Linked DNA regions of Mus musculus: all the other regions are linked to region 1. Evidence: chromatin contacts called from public Hi-C and promoter capture Hi-C data. All regions are on one chromosome and are shown on one strand. The core of a region is the stretch at or near the end of the contact, and the rest is flanking DNA. Distances in the headings are between cores, read along the strand shown.

Region 1 (2,700 bases), core at 19-2,518:
GTAACTCTTTGGGCTCTTAGTCCCAGTCCCCCCAAATGGGGATTTGCAGAGCCCTCAGAACCACACAACACAGGCAGGCAGGGGTACTGGGCGTTCTCAGGCTCCCATTAGGACCCAACCCTTTTACTGATCTCATAGCCTCTAGAGGCTCTTTTTAGTGTGACTGTAAGTAAGCATGATGCTCCTGACATGTGACACTTCTGGTACCCAGCTACCTCAGACCCAGGGCAGACAGAGACACAGCTGTAAGCTTGCGTAGCCAACCAGGTATATAAAACCACCGGTACATGGCTAAATATATAGGACATGGGCAGTCATAGAATACCATGTTAGCCCACACAACACACATGCAAACACAAGATCCTGCCTGGCCTGCTAGCCTTTGCATGGTTCCCAGGCTAGCCAGATAGCTGAAGGAGACCTGTGCTGCTCTGACCCTGTGCCAGGGAAGGAGATGTCACACTTGGGAATGGAGACTACTTCCTGCTCTGTGTCTCCATCAAGATGCTAAGTGTTCAGAATCCAATTGTCTTTTAGTCCCCCAGGGACCTGGATTTCCCAGGTTGTCCTTTGTTCTGACTGGAGAGACGGGAACAGAGCCTATGTTCTGGCGAGTAAAATGAGGCATTGCTTTGTTTCAGTTGCATGAGGAAAGTTGGAGGTGAAAAGGGCTCTTGCAGGGCGTGCCACTCACTCACTAGAAGGGGCCTTTTACAATGTCCTCAGGACCCACAATGGTGTTGCCCCTTGGTCACCATGCACCCAGAGTAGCGTGTCCTATCCTGCATTGGTGTCTCCATCTTGACAGTAGGTTAACAGGGCCTATTCCTTCTTAAGGCATGGAGGCTCACCAGGAGAGCTTTCCAGTGCTTGGAGAGATGAAGGGTACCCCAGAGCTCTGAGGATTGGCACATGTAGAAGACTGGTGCCCAAAGGTGTTGGGAGGGGGACTTAGACTCACCCAATGACGTAGACCAGAACCACCAACTGGATCAGACGGAAAATGACTCCCACCTTCTTGTTTCGTACCAGCACCATCCGGGGAGTGTCATACTCAAAGAAGAAGGCTGACAGCTCATCCTGCAGCCGCCGAGCCATGGTGGGCCAGAAGGGGCTCAGAGACAAGCCCCCCGCACGGCCTCTGTGGTCAAGGGCAGGCTAGCATCTGTGTCTACAGAGAGAGCAGTGGAGTGGCTGGAGGCTTCCCAGCCCCTTAAGAACAGAGCAGGCCAAGTGGGGCCAGAGTTGGAGGTTCGTTGGTGGGATCTGGGTTAGGAGGGAAAAACCCAGGGTGATCAGAGCAGCTTTTGACTGCTGGCAGGCAGTGGAGTACCGGCCAGTGGTGCCCCGTGAAATAAATTCCCAAAGATAGACAGAGGCGGAGCCAGTGAGGCCACCCAGGCCCAGCCCCACTACCCCTCAAGGCTCCGCCTGGGCCCTGCTGGGCCTCCGGAAACAGGAGCTGCTCTCCGGAAACCACCATGGCCACCAGCCACAGGGCCAGAGATAAAGCTACTGGCTACCCCCACTCCAGGAACCTGACAGGACAGAACTGAAGGGTCTCGCCAGGACAATCCCTCAACACTCTACCTCCATCCCCACCCCCACAGTCTCAGAGTAGACAGTTCAGTCCTGGGGACCTGCAGGAAGATGAACAGAACTGATGTCAAGTCCTGTAGCCTAGAGCTACCCTTGGACACTCCCTCTTCGTCAGTCCCTTCAAGTCCAAGCTTGGTCTATACCCATTAACTTCAGCCTCAGGCTGGCATCTCTATCTGCAACCTTGCTCTCCCTCTGTCTGACCTGCTTGACTGTACTCCTGACACCACTCCCATCCCATCCTTACCACCAGAACAGACAGGGAGGTAGACATCTAGACGAGACTAGGGTCACCTATCCCTAGGGAGTTCTGAGACCCAGCTTGGAAAGCCTGATATTAGGCAGTTGTGTCACTTGTTGAGGGCTTGGGGGCATTGTCTGGCTTTTCTAAGTCTGCTTCTTGTAAAGTGGGACAACATAACACTTTCCCCAGAGTGAAGAAGCCCTTGGGGGACGGTCCCAGAAACCTCCAGGACAGAGAACTAAAATACACTGTTGAATTAGGGTTCAGGTCCAATACAACCCTTGCCTTCCTCAATAGTAAAGCAGACCCTGAGCATAGGGTCCCAAGAACCTGATCAGGCTGGCTCACACTGTGCACCTAGGGTCAGAGGGAAGCATTCTCACCCTGGCCTACTAGAAGAACCAGCCTGAAGCACAGGTCTCCTTGGTAACCTTCACTGCTCTGCACCCCCGGCCAAGCCGACCCACGCTGAGTGCTGATAAGGAATCTTCTTCCTCATGAGCTACTAACAGGGAGCGAATGGCCCCTGGGCCTGGCACCGAACCCTTATGCAAACTGGGCTGCTTTCTGCATGTCCCCTCCCAGCACCCAGGACCAGCCCCAACCTCTTGAATAGAAAACACACACACACACACACACACACACACACACACACACTGACATTCCAGTAGGAACTCTCTCAACTGTCTGACGCCACTGAGCCAGGGTGGTGGGAACCACATCCTTCGCTTTTTTTTTCCTAAGGAGTCAGAGCTTCAGCAGGCTCTGTGACCTTACCCTGACCCCAAACAAAAGGGCATGTCCCTCTCCCAGCTGACTTCACGTGCAGCTGTTACAGCAGTAGGCCCAGAAATGAA
Region 2 (2,700 bases), core at 66-2,565, 140 kb before region 1:
GAAAAAATAAGTGTGCATGTATGTGCACATATGCATGGAGACCAAGAGAGGAAGTTAGATCCTCCAACAGCTGGAGTCCCAAGTAGTTGTGAGCTGCCCAACTTGAGTGCTAGGAGCCGAAGCAACATATCCTCTGTAAGAGCGCATGCTCTGAACTGCTGAGCCACCTCTCCAGCTCTTTTTTTTTTTTTTTTTTTTGGTTTTTTTCGAGACAGGGTTTCTCTGTAATAGCCCTGGCTATCCTGGAACTCACTTTGAAGACCAGGCTGGCCTTGAACTCAGAAATCCGCCTGCCTCTGCCTCCTGAGTGCTGGGATTAAAGGTGTGTGCCACCACGCCTGGCCCTCCAGCTCTTGAAGAACTATTTGTACTGGTTAGGGGGGAAGCCAAGACAAAGAGGGCATGTCCAAGGTTATGCAACAGGCCAGAGACGGTGACCTAAATTACAGCCACATCAATAGAGACAGAGAGAAGTGATTTCATATGTATTCTGAAGGTGGGATGGCAGGGTTTGCTGCTGGGATACACTTGGGGATGAAACAAAGAGGTAATCACAGGTCATTCCAACATGTCTTAGTATGGAAAAAGATTAAAATCCCTACTAAGTAACTTGCTAAGAGCTGTTTGAGACAGGCCAATCAAATGATCTATTTTGAACGGCACCTTTCAGATGCTATTATCCTTTCTTAGAGGATAGGTCCTCTAGGATTGGACGACCCAATCTGCAGTCTCTCAGTCTCAAGTACCTGCTTAGTGTGGCCCACGGAGATCTCTGCGGCCACGGTTACATTTTCTTTATTAGATGTGATAGCACAGACCACTGAATGCCATTCTTTTACATGCTGCAAAAGCAAAAGGTGAGTCTGCTTACTCCCTTTTCGTGTTTTAGGATTGAAAATCTGAATATCTAAGATAGGGCATCCAAGGTCCCAGAGCAGACATTTGAGCAAGTCCCCTTCGCCCAAGCCAAGTGTCAGTTATCCTGGCAAACAGGACCAGAGAGGCTGAAAGTCTCAGAAAGAACACTGCAGAAGCAGTCACCCTCTCAAGAGGCTCTCCACATCCCTCTCTCGGGCTCTTGAGACGACTTCGCTCACCTGCACAGGATCGCTTCCACACGCAGGCTCTTGACTCTGGGTGCACTCAGTGTGGTCCTGAAAAGAGAGCCTTTGCTGAGCCACCCTGAGCTCCAAGTCCCGCTAGGCATCTGCCCCCTGCCGGCTTCCGGGAGGTCAGGCAGGCTGCGCAGCCGAGGGCCGGCGCTAGGACCCAGCGGGCCGACGGGCGCTCGCGCGCTCGCCGCAGTCTCGCGGTGTTTCTGTTTGAAACGCCGGGCGGGCGCTCGCTATGGCACAGGCTCACCCGCGGTCGGGTACCCGGCTCTTTCGAACGTACGCGGCGAGGGGCGTCCGGGGGTCGCAGCGGCAGCCTGGCGGGCTGGCTGAGCAATGGTTCCAGCCGCCGAACCTGAAGCGCGCCTTCAGCAGCAGCCTCAGCGACAGTAACGAGTCGCCGGCTGTCGCTTCCGACGACCCGGACGACCCCGACTTCCCCGGCAGCCTCGTGGGCCAGCGGCGGAGGCGTCCTCGGGGCAGCGGCTCCCGGAACCAGCGGACCCTGACAAACACTCCAAGAGTCCAAAGGCTGCGACCTCGGCTCCCGCAGAAGTGCAGCACCCCGTGCAGCCGGCTGCGACCGCCACCTTTCCCCAACTGCAGCCCGGGCTGCCTCGGGTCGGACCACAGTGTGTGCATCCAGTCCAGGGACAGCAACGAGCTGGGCACCAGTGCCTCCCTCTTCAGCTCTCCGGCCTCGCCCGGAGCCCCCGACCCTTTGTATGCTGACTCTGCAGTCCCCGGGAGCTTCCACTTGCCGGCAGCCTCCCTAAGTGAACCGTCTGTGCCCTGCCCCCAGGTGGCAGCAACCGGTGACAGGTACACCGGGAGGGCCCTCCGAGCCGAAGCCAGCTTCAGGTCATCTCTCTTTAGCCTTGTGAACTCAGGGGCCACAGAAGAGAACAAGTTTGGGACAGATGGGGAGAATGTGAAGGAATCGTGTTGTGAAAGAAGACAGCAGATGGGAAACAGACTAACGGACCCTGATCTGACAAGCCCGGGAAAGAGAAAGGCCGCGTGTAAAAAGGTTGTGTCCCAAGGAGTCGACCAGAGAGACTATGAGGAGTCCAGTGCTTGCAAAGACCTTCGTGTACCAGGGGAAATCAGCAGGCCTAAGAGAACTGGGCCACTCCGGAAGAGGAAACAGCAAGAAGCAACGGGAACCCCTCCCCGCCACTACCACCAATCTAAGAAGAAAAGGAAAGCGTCAGTCTCCTTATGGAACTTGAATACTAGCCAGAGGGATTCTTGGACCAAAACCAGAGCCTCCTTCGGTTTCCACAAGAAGAAAATTATAACCAGTGTGATAGAGGTATGCAGTTCTGTTGCCAGTTCTTCCTCCAGGTCCCTCCTGTCTGAATGTTCGACCCCTCCTATCAAGAACAGAGCACACCTTACTGTTTCTTCTCGATGCTCTTCTGTGTATTTGCTAAGTCCCTTAAAGACCCTGCATGTCACAGACCAAAGGCCATCTTATGCTGAAAAGGTTTATGGGGAGTGTAATCAGGAAGGGCCCATCCCCTTTAGTGATTGCCTTTCCACGGAAAAACTGGAACGGTGTGAGAAGATTGGGGAAGGAGTGTTT
Region 3 (2,884 bases), core at 14-2,513, 250 kb after region 1:
TTAGTATTATAAACCTTGATTAAAATCTCCTCTTTGAGAGCTGAAGAGATGATTTAATGATTAGGAGCACTGGCTGATCTTCTAGATGACCCAGGTTTGATTCTCCATCCCCACACTGTAATTCACAAATTTGTTAGTTCTAATTCCAGGGGATCTGATGCCCACATTTTGGCCTCCATGAGCACCAGGAATGCACATAGTGCACAGATGTACATGCAGGCAAAATACCATCCACATAAAAATTAAATATAATCTGCTCTTTGTAAATTCTTACACTAGGTCCTAGGGGTATGTTTTTCAGAAATAGACATTAGTGCCTCTACAGGTGGGTTCTACTCAGGACAGTTCCTGTGACTTTGTGTACTCCAAAGTCCCTCAGCAAAGCACACCTGAAATTAATAGGCAATCCCTCAAAACAGTTTTAATAAACACGTCAGGCTAAATGGCTCAGTGTCATACTTCAGGCCCTCAGAGTGATAAATGAGAAACCCCAGGTTTACCTCTCCTTTAGATCTGTTTTGTCAACAATACAGACAAACCCAAAATTTGGGGATTTATTAATATGGTGATAATAACAGCAGCAAATCAAGCCCCCACCAGGAAGGAGACGCCTGAGGCAATCCCCCTCCTCTAGCACTCCTTTCTGTAGTCTCTTAAAGACAGCTCACACAAAGTGCTGGCCGCACCAACATGAATCTCACACTGCCTTCCCTCTCACCCTATACAGAGCCCTATTATATAGCCCTAGCTAGTCTGAAACTTGCTTTGTAGACTAGGCTGATCTTGAACTCAGAGATGCCACTGCCTTACCTGCCCAGTACTGGAATTAAGGTGACTACAATCCATGCCTCACTGAACCTCTAACTTCTTTAGACTTATTCTATTTTTATGCATATGCACACTTTTCCTGCATGCATGTCTGCACACCCATATGCACGCCTGGAGCCTGCTTAAGTCAGAAGAGAGCATCATATTCCCTAAATTGGAGTTATGATTGCAAACCCCCATGTGGGTGCTGGAAGTCAACTCTGGATCCTTTGCAACAAGTGCCTTCATCTATCTCAAGCCCTATAATCTTGGACTTCCTTCATAACATAATTTTCCACTGCTTGTCCTTGACTTGGATTTGTTGCTTGGCTGACCTTTTGCTTCTGTAATGCTACACAGGCAACCAATCCATATTTGACACAACATACCCTCATCTGTAAGCAGAGGCTCTGTTTTGCATGACTCACCAGAGTGGAAGCAATGTCCTCCAGATTACTTGCCAAGGCAAGCCACAGTGGTGGGTTCCCTTTTTCATCTGGCACAGACATGTCAGCTCCTCGAGTACATATGGCATCAACCACTAGTGGGAGCTGATGTTTGATGGCCAGCTGGAGGGCAGTCTCCCCGTCCTGAGTCCTATGAAGGAAGACATAATCACCACAATTAAAACCAGTGCTTCTAATGGCAGCCAAAGAAAGCAGCACCAGCACCCTACAGGTCTGCCAAGCCTACATGCCTCTGGGTCCATTACACCCACTTCAGTTAGTCTCTAGAATGCTCTCAAGAAAATCAAACCTGCTGGCTGTTGTTTTTACTGAGCTGTTTTAAGAAAATGAAACCATGTCTCTCTATTGTACTCTAGAAAGCAAACAAACAGAGCTAGAGATACAGCTTGGCTGTAGGGTGTTTGTCTAATATACATGAAGCCCTGGCTTGATCCCCAGCATACAATGGGTGCAATCTTAGCACTTGAGAGAAGTGGGGAGGAAGATCAGAAATTTAAAGTTATCCTTAGAGAGTTGGGAATCTGGTATACACAAGAATGTCTCAAAAACCAAACAAACAAAACAAAAACCAACCAAACAAACAAACAAAACCCCCACACTTCATTCCCCCCACTCTGTAATTCAGGATCATTTAACACTGGAAATTCAGAAAGGATCCTGTGAATACACAAAGATAAAAGTCTGAGGCTGGAAAGATGGCTCAGCGGATCTGTTAACCTAGCCTGACACCTGAGTTTGATCATCAGAACACATGTGGAGAAATAATAGACTCCCCCACAAGCCCTCTGACCTCTACAACACACTGAAGAACATGTGGATACATCGCACATGTGCTACGTAAATATTTAAATTTAAAACCTAAAGCCTTTTTTTCCTTTAAGCCTGCTTGTAGTTTAGTTGTTTAGTTATTGGAGTGTTCTTTGTTGCAACTGACATTTATTAAAGGTTGATTTTTGGACCATCCTTTATAACAAGATTTGTGTGATTTTGTGCACTGGCCCTGACAGTTACCGAGAAGGACAGAGTACAGTTGGTTATGGCTGTACATGTCCACAGATCATACCTATAACCCGTGTCTGCACTTTTTATAACAGAACATGAAGTAGGGACTGAACCTGGAGCATTAAAGGTGTCTGACAAGTGCCCTATCATTGAGCTACCCCATCATCTTGTTTCTGTATGCCACCTGCTTTGAGGTCCTGGGACAGAATACAGGGGTCAGAGCTCTCTACTTAAGTGCTATGTTCCTAGCCTCTTTATTGTTTGCTTTTAGGGACAGGGTTTCACTATAGACCAGGCTGGCCTTGCACTCCCAGAGGCTTGTTTGCCTTTTCCTCCAGAGTGCTGGGATTAAAGGTGTACACTACCATGCTCGGTTCTTAGCTCTTCTTAAATTTTTCATTTTGAAACACTTTTTCTACCTTGCAATCTCCTTCTGCCTTAGTCCCCTAAGAAGATGACATTATAGGCGTGCATCCAGTCCTGACTTCACTTGGACAGCCTGGGTGCCACTGTTTTTCCTTTTTTATGTAACCAGATTAAAAAAAAATTTTTTTTCCCCTCTAAGATCTAGGCTCTGACTCTGAAGCATCCCCATTACATATGACCTG

What was found. Promoter capture Hi-C pulls out the DNA fragments that hold promoters and counts their contacts. Hi-C and Micro-C count contacts between places; a contact is called where the count stands out from the background.
Region 2: a contact with region 1 is called in a promoter capture Hi-C map of liver, with 4 times the contacts expected there. The contact joins the promoter of Haspin here to the promoter of P2rx1 in region 1. A contact is called at or near these places in 8 of 39 promoter capture datasets (the C10 cell line, embryonic stem cells, hippocampal neurons and 3 more), 28 of 484 Hi-C or Micro-C datasets (CD4 T cells, CD4 single positive thymocytes, CD8 T cells and 13 more), 12 of 115 datasets of contacts at active chromatin or transcription factors (the 230-238 cell line, the HPC-7 cell line, the SCID.adh cell line and 4 more) and 3 of 9 other capture datasets (adipose tissue, liver and pancreatic islet).
Region 3: a contact with region 1 is called in a Hi-C map of embryonic fibroblasts, with 3 times the contacts expected there. The contact joins the enhancer-like site here to the promoter of P2rx1 in region 1. A contact is called at or near these places in 14 of 39 promoter capture datasets (the 3T3-L1 cell line, 3T3-L1-derived adipocytes, the C10 cell line and 10 more), 2 of 15 datasets of contacts at CTCF or cohesin (large pre-B cells and pro-B cells), 6 of 484 Hi-C or Micro-C datasets (the Ba/F3 cell line, the G1E-ER4 cell line, cerebral cortex and 3 more) and 2 of 9 other capture datasets (embryonic stem cells and liver).

Annotation. Positions count from the first base shown.
Region 1 is chr11:72,997,713-73,000,412 of GRCm38.p6, reverse strand. P2rx1 (purinergic receptor P2X, ligand-gated ion channel, 1) reads right to left here and starts at 1,268. Exons shown (of 12, transcript NM_008771.3): 1 at 962-1,268. The coding sequence starts at 1,098.
Region 2 is chr11:73,136,909-73,139,608 of GRCm38.p6, reverse strand. It overlaps Haspin (histone H3 associated protein kinase), which reads left to right and starts at 1,315. Exons shown (of 1, transcript NM_010353.2): 1 at 1,315-2,700. The coding sequence starts at 1,348. It overlaps Itgae (integrin alpha E, epithelial-associated), which reads right to left. Exons shown (of 31, transcript NM_008399.3): 27 at 1,098-1,154; 28 at 747-842.
Region 3 is chr11:72,750,585-72,753,468 of GRCm38.p6, reverse strand. It overlaps Ankfy1 (ankyrin repeat and FYVE domain containing 1), which reads right to left. Exons shown (of 25, transcript NM_009671.5): 15 at 1,236-1,404. Among named protein-coding and RNA genes, the nearest start is that of Gm46287, 13 kb to the left of the region's middle. Within about 2 kb of position 1,263, at least 46 of the 459 cell types and tissues checked have an H3K27ac peak or open chromatin away from gene starts, as enhancers often do. A contact at or near this core is called in the Ba/F3 cell line and embryonic fibroblasts, where this site is marked.